Regions from separate parts of the Sus scrofa genome. Here all the other regions are linked to region 3. The links are chromatin contacts, called in public HiChIP or PLAC-seq maps. All regions are on one chromosome and are shown on one strand. Each heading gives the region's core, a stretch centred on a gene start, on an enhancer-like site or on the middle of the called end of the contact. The rest is flanking DNA. Distances are from core to core; before and after follow the strand shown.

The links. HiChIP or PLAC-seq counts read pairs in DNA pulled down with a chosen protein or histone mark.
Region 1: an H3K27ac HiChIP or PLAC-seq map of alveolar macrophages shows a contact between it and region 3. The contact joins two enhancer-like sites. A contact is called at or near these places in 1 of 47 Hi-C or Micro-C datasets (heart right ventricle) and 1 of 2 datasets of contacts at active chromatin or transcription factors (alveolar macrophages).
Region 2: an H3K27ac HiChIP or PLAC-seq map of alveolar macrophages shows a contact between it and region 3. The contact joins two enhancer-like sites. A contact is called at or near these places in 2 of 47 Hi-C or Micro-C datasets (alveolar macrophages and fibroblasts) and 1 of 2 datasets of contacts at active chromatin or transcription factors (alveolar macrophages).

Annotation. Positions count from the first base shown.
Region 1 is chr14:12,218,959-12,223,255 of Sscrofa11.1, forward strand. FBXO16 (F-box only protein 16) reads right to left here. Exons shown (of 9, transcript XM_013982683.2): 9 at 21-4,297. Among named protein-coding and RNA genes, the nearest start is that of ZNF395, 37 kb to the left of the region's middle. Within about 2 kb of position 1,318, at least 5 of the 83 cell types and tissues checked have an H3K27ac peak or open chromatin away from gene starts, as enhancers often do. A contact at or near this core is called in alveolar macrophages, where this site is marked.
Region 2 is chr14:12,165,875-12,169,959 of Sscrofa11.1, forward strand. The region is part of intron 1 of ZNF395 (zinc finger protein 395); the gene reads right to left. Among named protein-coding and RNA genes, the nearest start is that of ZNF395, 17 kb to the right of the region's middle. Within about 2 kb of position 1,512, at least 17 of the 83 cell types and tissues checked have an H3K27ac peak or open chromatin away from gene starts, as enhancers often do. A contact at or near this core is called in alveolar macrophages, where this site is marked.
Region 3 is chr14:12,592,675-12,596,788 of Sscrofa11.1, forward strand. It overlaps INTS9 (integrator complex subunit 9), which reads right to left. Exons shown (of 17, transcript XM_001928998.7): 12 at 1,542-1,713. Among named protein-coding and RNA genes, the nearest start is that of INTS9, 98 kb to the right of the region's middle. Within about 2 kb of position 2,002, at least 1 of the 83 cell types and tissues checked has an H3K27ac peak or open chromatin away from gene starts, as enhancers often do. A contact at or near this core is called in alveolar macrophages, where this site is marked.

The sequences.
Region 1 (4,297 bases), core at 68-2,567, 370 kb before region 3:
TTTTTTTTTTTTCAGGGCCACACCCTCGGCACATGGAAGTTTCCAGGCTAGGGGTCTAATTGGAGCTATAGCCGCCAGCCTATGCCAGAGCCACAGCAACGCCAAATCTGAGCCACGTCTGTGATCTACACCACAGCTTATGGCAACACCAGATCCTTAACCCACTGAGCGAGGCTAGGGATTGAACCCAAAACCTCATGGTTCCTAGTCAGATTCGTTTCCTCTGTGCCACGACGAGAACGTCCTCTTTTTTCTTTTTACAGCCACACCTGCAGCACATGGAAGTTCCAGGGCAGGGGTCAAGTTGGAGTTGCACCTGAGGCCCATGACACAGCCAGGGCACCACTGGATTCAAGCAACATCTGTGACCTATGCTGCAGCTTGCAAAAAATCCAGGTCCTTAACCCATTGAGTGAAGCCAGGGATCGAACCCACATTCTCACAGAGACACCACTGAGTCCTAAACCTGCTAAGCTATAACAGGAACACCCCACAATAATTGATTTTATTTCTTTAATTTTTTTTTTGGTTGAAGCATGCCCTAGGATCTCAGTTTCACGACCAGTGATCGAACCCAGACCCCAGCGGCCAAATCCTAAGCACTAGACCACCAGGGAACTCCCTAGTAACTGACATTTTAGGTCAACAAGAGTTATGTGGGAAGCAGAAGAAGGGTTTCTTTGTTAGTACTCTTGTGGAGGATGCCCTGGGAATGGTATTTCCAAACCACCTTAATTACTTCCCGAGACTTTTTTCCAGTGGCCCAAGCCAGAAGTCTGGGAGTCATCTTTGATTTCTCCTTTGCTCTCACCTCCCACATCTGTATTTTTGTGTGTTACTTTTCCTTAAGATATTCTGGATGCTCTGGTTCTCTTATCTCCTCCATTATTTTACTTTAAGTCTCCATCATCTGTTCCCTGGAAAACCACAGTGGCTTCCTGACTGGCCTTTGGTACTGTCCCACTTCATTATCCAGCAGATAGAGCTCTTTCTAAATGCAAGTGTCAGCAAGTCGCTCCCTACTTAAGATCTCTTACTGATTGCTCAACTGCCTCCAAGAGAAAGTTTTCACTCCTGAGTGTGGCTTGGTTCCTGTTTGGGCTCCTGCCTACTTTTCCAGCTCTTCTCCCACCATCCCTGCCGCAAGCTCCTCTGAGGGCCAGCTCTGCTGGGCTATTTATGGTTCCAGATAAAGACCAGTGACCAAGGCATTTCCTGGACATGGGACTTTTAGTACTAAAACCAGGACAGCCCTGGGCAAACCAGGATCCTGTGGTCACCCTAGTTTCACCTCAGGCCTCTGCGGATCTTCTTCCTCAATCCTGAGTGCTTCCCCTTGTCAGTCCCACACCCTGTTTACCACTCAATACCCTTCCTCCTCAGTTTCTGCTTGGATGGCACTTCCACAGCACATGTGGAAGGGTGTGTTTGTCCCTTCCAGGAGCTGTCACAGCAAGCTGTCCCTGAAGCCATCACTGTATTGTAATGGCCACTCTGGCTCCCTCCCAGTTTTTCCTTTTTTTTTTTTTTTTTTTTTTTTGCTTTTTAGGGCCTCATGTGAGACATATGCAAGTGCCCAGGCTAGGGGTCGAATAGGAGAGGCAGCCGCCAGCCTATGCCACAGGCATAGCCACAGCAACGCCAGATCTGTGCTGTTTCTGTGACCTACACCACAGCTCAGGCAATGCCAGATTCTTAACCCACTGAGCGAGGCCAGGAATCAAACCCATGTCCTCATGGATTCTAGTCGGGTTCTTAACCAGCTGAGCCACAACGGCAACTCCTCACTCCCACCTTTAAACTCATTAAAGGCAGGAACAGTTTCTTCTCCTACCTATATTCCCAGAGTCCAGAAGAGAGATTGGCATATAGTAGGTGTTCAGTGAAGTTTTCTTGAATTATATTTATATCAATATAAATTTATCAAGTGTCATCTAATTCACATCAATTTGGGGGATGTTAGGGACTGAACGTTTCTGTCCCCCCCCCAATTCATATGCTAAACTCTTTTTTAAAAAATGTATTTTGTTTTTTTACTTATATGTTAAAATGTAGTTTTTCTAAAATTTAAATCTTTGGCCATGCCTGTAGCCATGTGGAAGTTCCCCAGGCCAGGGATTAAACCCGAGCCACAGCATTGACCTGAGCCACAGTGGTTACAGTGTAAAGTCCTTAACCACTAGGCCACCAGGGAACTCTTCATGTGTTAAAGTCTTAGCCCCCAGAGTGTCTGTATTTGGAGATGGGGCCTTTAAGGAAGAAATTAAGGTTAAATGGCTTGATAAGGGTGGGGCCCTGATCTGATAGGATTAGTGTCCTTATAAGAAGGGATACCAGAGAGAAATCTTTCTCCCCTTCTTATTCTCCCTCTGCGTAGGCACCAAGGAGAGATCACATGAGCACCCAGTGAAAAGGCAACCAAAGGAGACCTCTCACAGGACACCAGCCCTGCTGACATCAGGATCTCAGACTTCCAGCCTACAGAGCTGTGAGAAAATAAATTTCTGCTGTTTAAGTCAGCCCATCTATGGTATTTTGTTATGGCAGCCTGAGCAGATTAATACAGGGGATATACCTAGTTCACAAGACTACACTATCACCAAAGACGGGCAAGGGTCACACAGGAACCATCCTAAGGCAGAGACTCTATTCCAGAATGGATGTAGAAATATTCCCCATCCCACATGTTCTTCAGAACCTTGTGACTCTCCTCAGCCTACAGCCCCTCTGCTTGAAGTTGGACAAGCTTTGTGATCACCAGGCAATGGGGGAGTGACATATGAGACTTCCAAGACTAGGACAAAAATGTGATTCTGTTTCCACCTGGCTCTCTCTGGGAACACTTGTCCTTAGAACTCAGCCCCCAGGCAGTGAGAATGTTCCAGCACATGTGAAGAGGAACAGACACCCCCAGCCTTTAGCCCTGGGGAGGCGCTCAGTGGATACCCAGGACCAACTCTCCAGCCATGCCCCAACTTGGAAGATCTTCCAGCCCTTTGTTGGGGGAAGATGCTGTGTGGATCAGAGATAAGCTCTCCCCCAGAGCCCTCCCTAACTGCAGATTTTTGAGGAGAATTACAGACTGCTGTAAGCTAATAAGTTGGGGGTTGGTTTGTTTTACAGGAATAGATAACTCAAGACAGCTTAGGACAAGATAAGCCACTCATACTGGATGGGCTCTTCTTTCTCTTGATTATGTCCTTGTTGCAGGTGACCCTGGTTTATTCCAGAAGGGGCTGGAGACTTAACTCCAGACTAGCCCATTGCAACATATACCTCTGGGAGTTCCCTGGTGGCTCAATGGGTTAAGGATCCAGTGTTGTTCCTGCTGTGGCTAAGGTTGGACCCCTGGCCCAAGAAGTTCTGCATGCCACAGGCGCAGCCAAAAAAAAAAGAACATAAGTGTTCGACATGACATAATGGAGAAACACATTTGTTTTTCTATCATTCTGCCCTACTTATGCAAATAAGTATCCTAGAATGGTAACTTCTGGGACCTGGAAATGGTTACATGAGTAGGTGGTTTAGTTTGAATGTATGATTAATACTTTTGCAGCTAAGAAGCATTTTCTGTTTTCCAATACCTCTTTAAAGCCCACTTATGTTGTTTTAATAGCCATCATAATCCTTCCTTTGGAATTGCCTGTTTCCTCCACTGTGCAGGTGATCCTTCACTGTCCCATTCAAATCCTATCCTCCCCGCCCACTCCTGGCTACACCTGTCAGCCTGCTCCTGGCCTTAAAGGCTGACATCTACCCTCTGCATCCCCCAGAGCTGCACCTCCCAGGCTTCTCTGACTTCCAGGTGGGTTGACCAAAGGGAAGGATTGTTGGAATGTGGAGCGAGGGGAGGGAGAGGGGTGGGTCTTCTCCCTCCCTCCCCACCAGGCTCTGGTCTCCACACCCCTGCAGCCCTGTCCCGTGGGCTACAGCTCTCACTGCATGACAGCATGACGCAGGGAGAAGGAGGTCAGCTACCAGCCAAGGAGAGAGGCCTCAGGAGAAACCAACCAGCCCATACCTTGATTTTGGGCATCCCAGCCTCCAGAACAGTGAGAAAATAAATGCCTGCTGTTCATAAGTCACCCATCAATGGTATTTTTGTTACAGCAGCCTGAACATACTAAGGCACTGGTACTGCGTTATGGCAGCACTGTTGAGTTTCAAAGGCCCCTTCAAGAGATTGAACTCAAAGCCTCTGGCCTAAACAATAATTACTATCACCCGACCAGTCTCACTGTAATGCTTCTTCCCCACTTTGAGCAACTTGGCCTATTCCTTCCTGCCCCCAACAAGG
Region 2 (4,085 bases), core at 262-2,761, 430 kb before region 3:
AGGCACGTGCAGACAAGAAGGGCCAATGAGAGACATCCATCCAGAAAGAGAAACAGGGAAGGGAAGGGACCGAGGTGCCCTGATAACCCTCAGGCATCCAAGTCTCAAGTGGGAGCTACAACACTGCCAAACGTAAGCCAGTGGGAAATAAGCTGGAATCTTGGAAATTAGAAATCACAAAATAAGAATCACATGCTGGTGCCGTGAGCTGTGGTGTAGATTGCAGACGCGGCTCAGATCCCGCATTGCTGTGGCTCTGGCGTAGGCTGGCAGCTACAGCTTGGATTTCGACCCCAAGCCTGGGAACCTCCATATGCCCTGGGTGCGGCCACAGAAAAGACAAAAAAAAAAAAAAAAAAAAAAAAAAAAAAGAATCACGTGCTGGGAGTTCCCATTGTGCCTCAGCAGGTTAAGAACCCGGCATAGTGTCCCTAAGGATATGGGTTAGATCCCTGGCCTTGCTCAGTGGGTTAAGGATCCCGCATTGCTGTGGCTATGGCTGTGGCCTAGGCTGGCAGCTGCAGCTCAGATTCAACCCCTAGCCTGGGAACTTCCATATGCCTCAGATGCGGCAATAAAAAGAAGGAAAAAAAAAAAAATGTGCTGTTGGGATGACTAGTGATTCTAGTGGCTAATAACATTTAGGAACTGAAATAAGAACTGGATACCAGAATTGGTTCCAAGACCAGGATGGCTGACTAGCCAAGATGGCAGGAGTCTGGCCAGAAGGGCAGTACCAGGCTTCCATGGATCAACTTCGAATACAACTTTTCCCTTCACTCTGACTCCCCAGTTGAGTCAGCCTTCCTGTTTCAGGATGGGGGCAGCTCCTCACGCTGTCCCGCCACCACGTCTCCCGGGAGACTGCTCTGCTCTCCCGGGACTGGAGCCAACGGGAACGCTTCCCATTCCCCAGGAGTGCTGTGGCTGAGCGTAAAAAAGGGCTGGATCACCTGCGCAACTAAAACCAGCTCCTCAAAATGGAACCAGCACGTGCAAGAGAAGCTAAGCCCGGGCACACTGCCCAGAACGCCTCTCCCAGAAAAGGGCTCCCCGCAACCCATCACCTTGACCTGTGTGAGCTTCGGCAATGAGCCACCACCTCAGAGCCTCCATTTCTCACCTCACCTGTGAAAAATAGGCTCAGTGCCCAGCATCTGGAAGGATCTCAACAAATGTGGTCCCACCCCTGTCCGTTCCCAGACTGGCGCTGGACCCTGAAATGACACAGCAGGCCACTCGGAATGCTTAATGGTCACCATCCACTGGCATCAGGGAACTGAGGTTGCAAGAGAATATTCAACCAGAACCAGTAAAACAATTGCTGACTCTGATGGGAAATCAAGAAGTGGACCAGGGGTGAGCCACTGATGAAATGAAATCATCATTTCGGCAAGATGGGAACTGAGAAACCCAACATATTCCATGTAGAGGCCAGCTGGCCACAGAGAACCAGCCCCAGGGCTCCCTGCTTGAGCTCAATGCCCAGCCAGTCAGCTCGGCTCTGCAGCCCAAAGCTGGACTCTACACGGCCTGGCCACGCACCTCGCTTTCAGCACATAGGTCCCAGCCCTGCACTCCTCTCCCAGCCAAAATCCGTCTTGGTGCCCTGACCAGGGGAATTCAAGGCCTGCTGCCAGACCTCCCGCAGGTGGAGCACGACCAGGCTCTGCGAGCAAACTCCCAAATCTGACGCGTCCATCCCGGGATCCAGCTGTCCTGGATCTGGATCCGAATTCACCCTATAGACCCACACCGAAAACAGGTCAGCACCGAGTCACCAGAAACCCGGGGGAAAGGACACAACAGAACCAGACCTCTAGTGCTTTCAAAAATCTGCTGGTATTCAACACATGTGCCAGGCTCTTGCCATGAACTAAATAATGAAGGCGCCTCGGCTTCAGACACTGCCTTTCAAGAACGTGAGGCCTCACTGAGCTCCACCTGCATCCCACACCCAGCACTTGTTTATTAAAGCACTTAACATGCTCCAGAGCGACATTCATATATCTGTGCTGTATAATTAAATGAATGAATCAGAATTTGCTTCTTTTGGGAAAAATGCAAAAAACATCCATCCAGCAATCTGACACTGAAGCCCCATTTTTAAAAAGATGGGTTTTAGGATTAAGCTCATAGATGAATGCGCATGTTAAAATTTTCAGTGTCTAACATAAGTTGAAATAAAATGTGTTATGAATCTAAGGGGGGAAAAAAATCTGCTGAGTGACTAGAGGGTGGGAAGAGACAGACACATTTCCCCCAGAAAACAGAAAGCCTAAATGAAGAGCCTCTTAGATACCGTAAGGAAGGCAGTTTAAATACATGGCAAAATGATGGAAAATGAGCACAGCTGGGGAGGCCACTCGCTCAGGGCACAGGCCACCAAGTCAGGAGCTTTCTCTCCAGAAGCCAGTTAGGGAACCTTCATGCCCCAGTAACTGAAGGTTCCTGGGGCTTAGGGTGAGTTCAAGGGTGACGGAGAGACACAGACACAGGCCAAATGAAAGGGCAACCTGGCCCCAGCTCAGGATACTGGGGCGTCCACTCTCGGATGATTTTCCTGAAAAGGACGGAGGATGAGAGCACGCTCACTGCTGAGGATATTCTCAGCCAGAGTGACAAAACAAATGTGGGTCAATCACAGGGACCACAGGGCCCCCTCAAGTGCTGATGCTGGCACACAGTAGGTCACAGCCATGGCTGGCCCCAGGATGACCCAGGAGGCTGACACCACATGGACTCCCGCCCCAAGTCAGGCAGGCAGGGAGGGTGAACATAGTTCAGGGCCAGCAGAAGACTAGACTCTTTTGAGAGTTCCCGTCGTGGCTCAGCTGAAACGAATCTGACTAGTACCCATGAGGACACAGGTTTGATCCCTGGCCTTGCTCAGCGGGCTAAGGATCCGGCGTTGCCGTGAGCTGTGGTATAGGTTGGATCCTGCATTGCTGTGGCTGTGGCATAAGCTGGTGGCTACAGCTCTGGTTCAACCCCTAGCCTGGGAACCTCCATATGCCACAGGTGTGATCCTAAAAAGACCAAAAAAAAAAAAAATACACTCTTTTTTGAGGGGAAAGGCAGTGAGCTGTTCCCAAGCCTCTGAATTGCATCTACCTGCTTTGTCAGTTGTGACAGAATCAAAGGGCAAGAGAAACACAGGCTTCTGTGCAATGCACAGCCTTTGAAAGACTGCTGGTCCTTGATGAATGTTCCAAGAGCTTTCATTTCTCAAAGATGAATGTGCCAGCCATTGGTTGAGCAAGTCACACACAGACTGTGTCTCACTGCGTCCCTCACAATAATCCCATGGGATAAGTGCCATCACCTTCTCCACTTTACAGATGCGGAGACTGAGGCTCCAGGAGGTTGAGTAACATTCCCAAGGCCACAGGGTGACAAACTGACAGAACCAAGATGTGAGTCCAAACACATCCAACTCCAAAAGCTATGCTCTTTCCACCATATTATACAGGAAAATCAGGTATCAAGTTAGAGCCTAGGCAAGATGAGGCTCCTTGTTCGTGAAAACCTGAGTCACAGAGAGGTTAGCGTGTTGGTGTGTGGGAGGGGAAATGAAATGGGCACTATGACAGCAAAGCATCCCACATGGGGCTCCCTGGGACCAGGGCTACAATTACCCCTACTTAACACGTTTACAAATATCCCAAAGAGAATGCACAGGGAAACAGCCAGGGTTGCAAACGAGCACTAACTACCCAATTTGTGAGCTTGGGCAAACTACTTTGCTCCTCTGTGTCTCAGTTTCCTCACCTGTAAAGTGAGAAAAACACTGGCCCCTACTCCAAAGGAAACCTCGAGGCTTTGATGAGATGATGCAGTTTTTTTTCAAAGAGTGCCTTGGTTGTTAAGAGTCACCTAGCTCCCCTCCCTAGAGCTTTCGATTCCCCAGGTCTGAGAGAGGAGCCCAGCAAAGAATGAGAAGAAGCACCTCCAGTGCTAAGGTCAGCAAATGTGAGCCTAAAAAAAGGCACCAAGCTCTGGGTAGTGACCAGCCAAGCTCATGGGAAGATCACAGGGAAAACTTCACTCGAGGAGGAGGAAAGCAGACAGCACAGTTTCCCATC
Region 3 (4,114 bases), core at 752-3,251:
GTCCCCCTACTAGACATAAATAACCTCACACAGTGCTGACCTCAGATATAGCCACTCAGTGACAATGACGGATTAAAAATAAGAGCCCTCCACGATCATGCCTGAATGCAAAACCACAACACTGTCTAAACCGCAAAACAAGCAAACACTACCCTATCCTGGCTCCGTTCTTCTTGCCTCTTGGATAAGAATCATTAAGATATCCAAGCAGAGGAGCTCCCGTCATGGCACAGTGGTTAAAGAATCCCACTAGGAACCATGAGGTTGCGGGTTCGATTCTTGACCTCGCTCAGTGGGTTAAGGATTCGGTGTGGCCGTGAGCTCTGGCGTAGCTCTGATTGGACCCTAGCCTGGGAACCTCCATATGCCGCAGGTGCAGCCCTAGACAAGACAAAAACAAAACAAAACAAAACAAACAAAAAAAGATATCCAAGTAGAGAACTGCATCCTGATGGCCCGCAACTCAGACAATGAACTGTTTCAAAAATCACCTAACACGAGGCTCAAACCCATAAGAAGCTCTTTTGAACCTGCCCTGGGGATGTCTCCCACTTCTCCAAAGCCACCTCACCATAATGAGTCAGTTAGGGTGTGTTTCTGGTGGCCAGGAAGCTTTGGGCATAACCAGACTCTCCTCCATCACTCACATCTCAAGAGTAATTAAAAACTCTAAAAAGGCAACTGGTACTCTCTCAACAGCCTTTTGTGCCAGGCACTGTAAACAGTGCTTCCCTGCAATGTTCCACTAGATGCACAAAGCTGCCCAAAGAGAGATGTGCCGACAATTCCAGTTTGCAGCAGTGAGGAAACTAGGGCTCAGAGACATGAGTAACCAGGCTTAGGGTACAGTAACTTGGAACAGATTTTACATCAAGGTGTTTTTTTGTTTGTCTGTTTGTTTATTTTTGGGCCGCACTCGCAACACGCGGATGTTCCAGGGCCAGGATCAAACCCACACCACAGCAGCACCTCGAGCCTGGTCCCTCACTTGCTGTGCCACAAAAGAACTCCTAGATCAAGGTTTTTTACTTCATTGCTCATGAGAATTTCAAATCCCAAGGCTGAAGACCTTGAACTGACAAACCAAGAGAGTGATTAAGTAAAATCCCTAACTTGCCCTCATTAAAGGATGAGTGTTATTCTGAGGGATTCATCTCCGTAAGAAAAACTGTAAGCCAGAGTAAACTGTAACCAAAGGAAGTAGTTCCAAAAGGATAAAACAAGGCTGGTTACTAAATCGCTGTAGGTCTCAGACAGCTTACAAAATCCTATCAAAAGCAGTTCTAGACCAGAAATCTCTCTATAAAAACAGATGTGAACGTTCCGTCCAGCGTGCAGTGATCTAATAACAGAGCGTCTTGCTTGGCTCTTACCCTTTCCCTTCTGGTCTTCTTATCCTTTGGTATTTATGACAGAGGTGTTCATATTTACATTTTACCATCAAAATCCTCCCAGGGTTTCTACCTGATAGGTACATCCTACCAGGTGTTCAGGGCCAGTCCCAGTGGAAAGGGCGGGGTCTTGTTTGTTGGTTTATTTACCTGTAAATATGACGGTGTTGAGACTGGATTTTCCCCAGAGTTCCATGAAATGGACCACATCCCCAAACCGGAGGGACGGGTGTCCTGTGAACACCACACATGGCTGTCTGAAGTCGTTGCTGAAGTCTCCGTGGATGCTGGGGTAGTGCTTCAGCTTGTTGGTCTGGATGAGCTGGAAGAAAACATGTACAAAAAGCACATGAAGAGTCAGCCTGCCTAGGAAGGGAAAACCAGAGTGTGGGAAAGTGAGTGGAAAAAATTAAAAGTACAAGAGAATTGCCAAAGATCCAAATTTCTTTACCTCCAACGTGATTTTCTCAAAAGATGCGACCTTTTGGTACAAATACCATACTTAATGGAGACTTAAAAAAATTTTTTTTACAGCCACCGCTGGGGTACATGGAAGTTCCTGGCTTGCGGTCAGACTGGAGCTGCAGCTGCTGGCCTATGCCACAGCTATGGCAACACTGGATCTGAGCTGCATTTGCAACTTATGCCACAGCTTGCAGCAATGCCAGATCCTTAACTCACTGAGCAAGGCCAGGAATCAAATCCACATCCTCAGAGAGACATTCCTGGGTCTCTCTAACCTCAGTGAGAACTTCCAAAATTGACATTCTTTTTATAAACTGACTGGACCAAATCATTACTTGCCCCAGTTAAATGGGCAAGTAGCCCACTAAGAGACTAGTTCTACTGTATCCATAGATGGCAAGGAAATGAATGGGATTCTAAGAAGAGCAGCAGGTCTTTGCACACAACTTAAGTCACTTTTTAGGCAAACTAAGATAAATTCATCATTTTTTTTTGCAGGGGTTGGGGGGGTAAATGCATCTACTTTTCCAGCTGACTCACTACCTTTAACTGTCCAGCATTACCTTTGTGCTGATTTAAGGTGCAAATCATATAACCAATGAAGCCATGAGGTAGGCATTCTGTATAGCAATGTTTTAGCAGCTCTAAGAGCAGAACCATATCTTATGAGCACCGGTCACATAATACTGACTCTCACCTCCATCACACCCTAATACTGACAAGTGAATTCCAGGAACCCTGATCAAGCAACTGTGGTCTTTCCATTTCCTAACTGTAATGGGAACAGAAGTCATCTGTGACATATATGTGGGTAAGAATGTGGTTAACGCCCTTAAAGAACAAGTTCTAAAGAACGGCTAATTGCTATTTGGGCAGAGGCAAAGAGACTTTTAGTGGCAAAGCCCACCACAAAGTATGTTTCGCTATATTTAATTTTCTAATATTACATTTCTAGCCTGAATTTCATGGTAGGAATGACAGAGCTTCCAAAAACCTTTTGCTACTGTAAGAGAGTATGAGGATGGCAAGTAACTCCTCAAAACCTTCCACTTGACATTCTGGTTCATGAAAGACCTGTCCCTCAGAATAGGAAAACAGTCAAATGTAAAAAAATTAGCAGAGTTCCCATCGTGGCTCAATGGTAACAAAGCCAATGAGTAGCCAGGAAGATGTGGGTTCTATCCCTGGCCTTGCTCAGTGGGTTAAGGATATGGTGCTGCTGTGAGCTACAGTGTAGGTCGCAGATGCAGTTTAGATCCTGTGTTGCTGTGGCTGCGGTGTAGGCTGGTAGCTACAGCTCTGATTTGACCCCTAGCCTGGGAACTTCCATGTGCCATGGGTGCGGCCCTAAAAAGACAAAAGATTAAAAAAAAAAAAATAGCAAGACATTTGTTGCAATTTACTTTTTTAAAAATTTAATTTATTCATTCATTAATTTTACTTTTTAGAGCCACACATGCAGCATATGGAAGTTCCCAGGCCAGGGGTCAAACTGGAGCTGCAGCTGCAGGCCCATGTCACAGCCACAGCAATGCCAGATCCGAGGCACATCTGCAACCTATACCACAGCTTGTGGCAATGCTGGATCCTTAACCCACTGAGTGAGGCCAGGGATTGAACCCATATCCACATGGATACTAGTCAGGTTCTCAACCCACTGAGTTACAGTGGGAACTCCTGTTGCAATTCACTCTTGAGCCAAATAGTTAAATGCATAACAAATAAATCAATGAATATATCCCTATACATAAATATCAGCACAGACATCCCAAACTTGCTGAAATTTCTATAAACTGGAAACTTCCATTTTCCCATATGCACATGAAGAAACAGTATCACTGGTTACTCAAATCCTCCTTTGTCCCCTTCTAGTGCTCCGACCGCCACTCCCAGGATAACCACTATCCTGGCCCAAGTATCACAGATGAGTGTGTGTTTGAACTTTCATATGAATAAAAATCACACCATATCTACTCTTTTATATTTGGCTTTTTTTTTTTTTACATTAGTGAAATTTGGTTAAATTTATCTACACTGTTGCATATACCTGGAGGTCCTTCGTTCTCTTTGATGTAAGATTTTCCTCTACAGGAATATACCACAAAATCCATTCACCTGTTGATGGGCATTTGGCTACATTTTAGCACAATTACCAAGAGGGCTATGAAGACTTCTGTGCAGGTTTCTGGGAGACACATCTGCCTTTCTATTTAGACAGATTTTAGAGATGGAACTGCTGAGGGACAGCAGAGTCACGA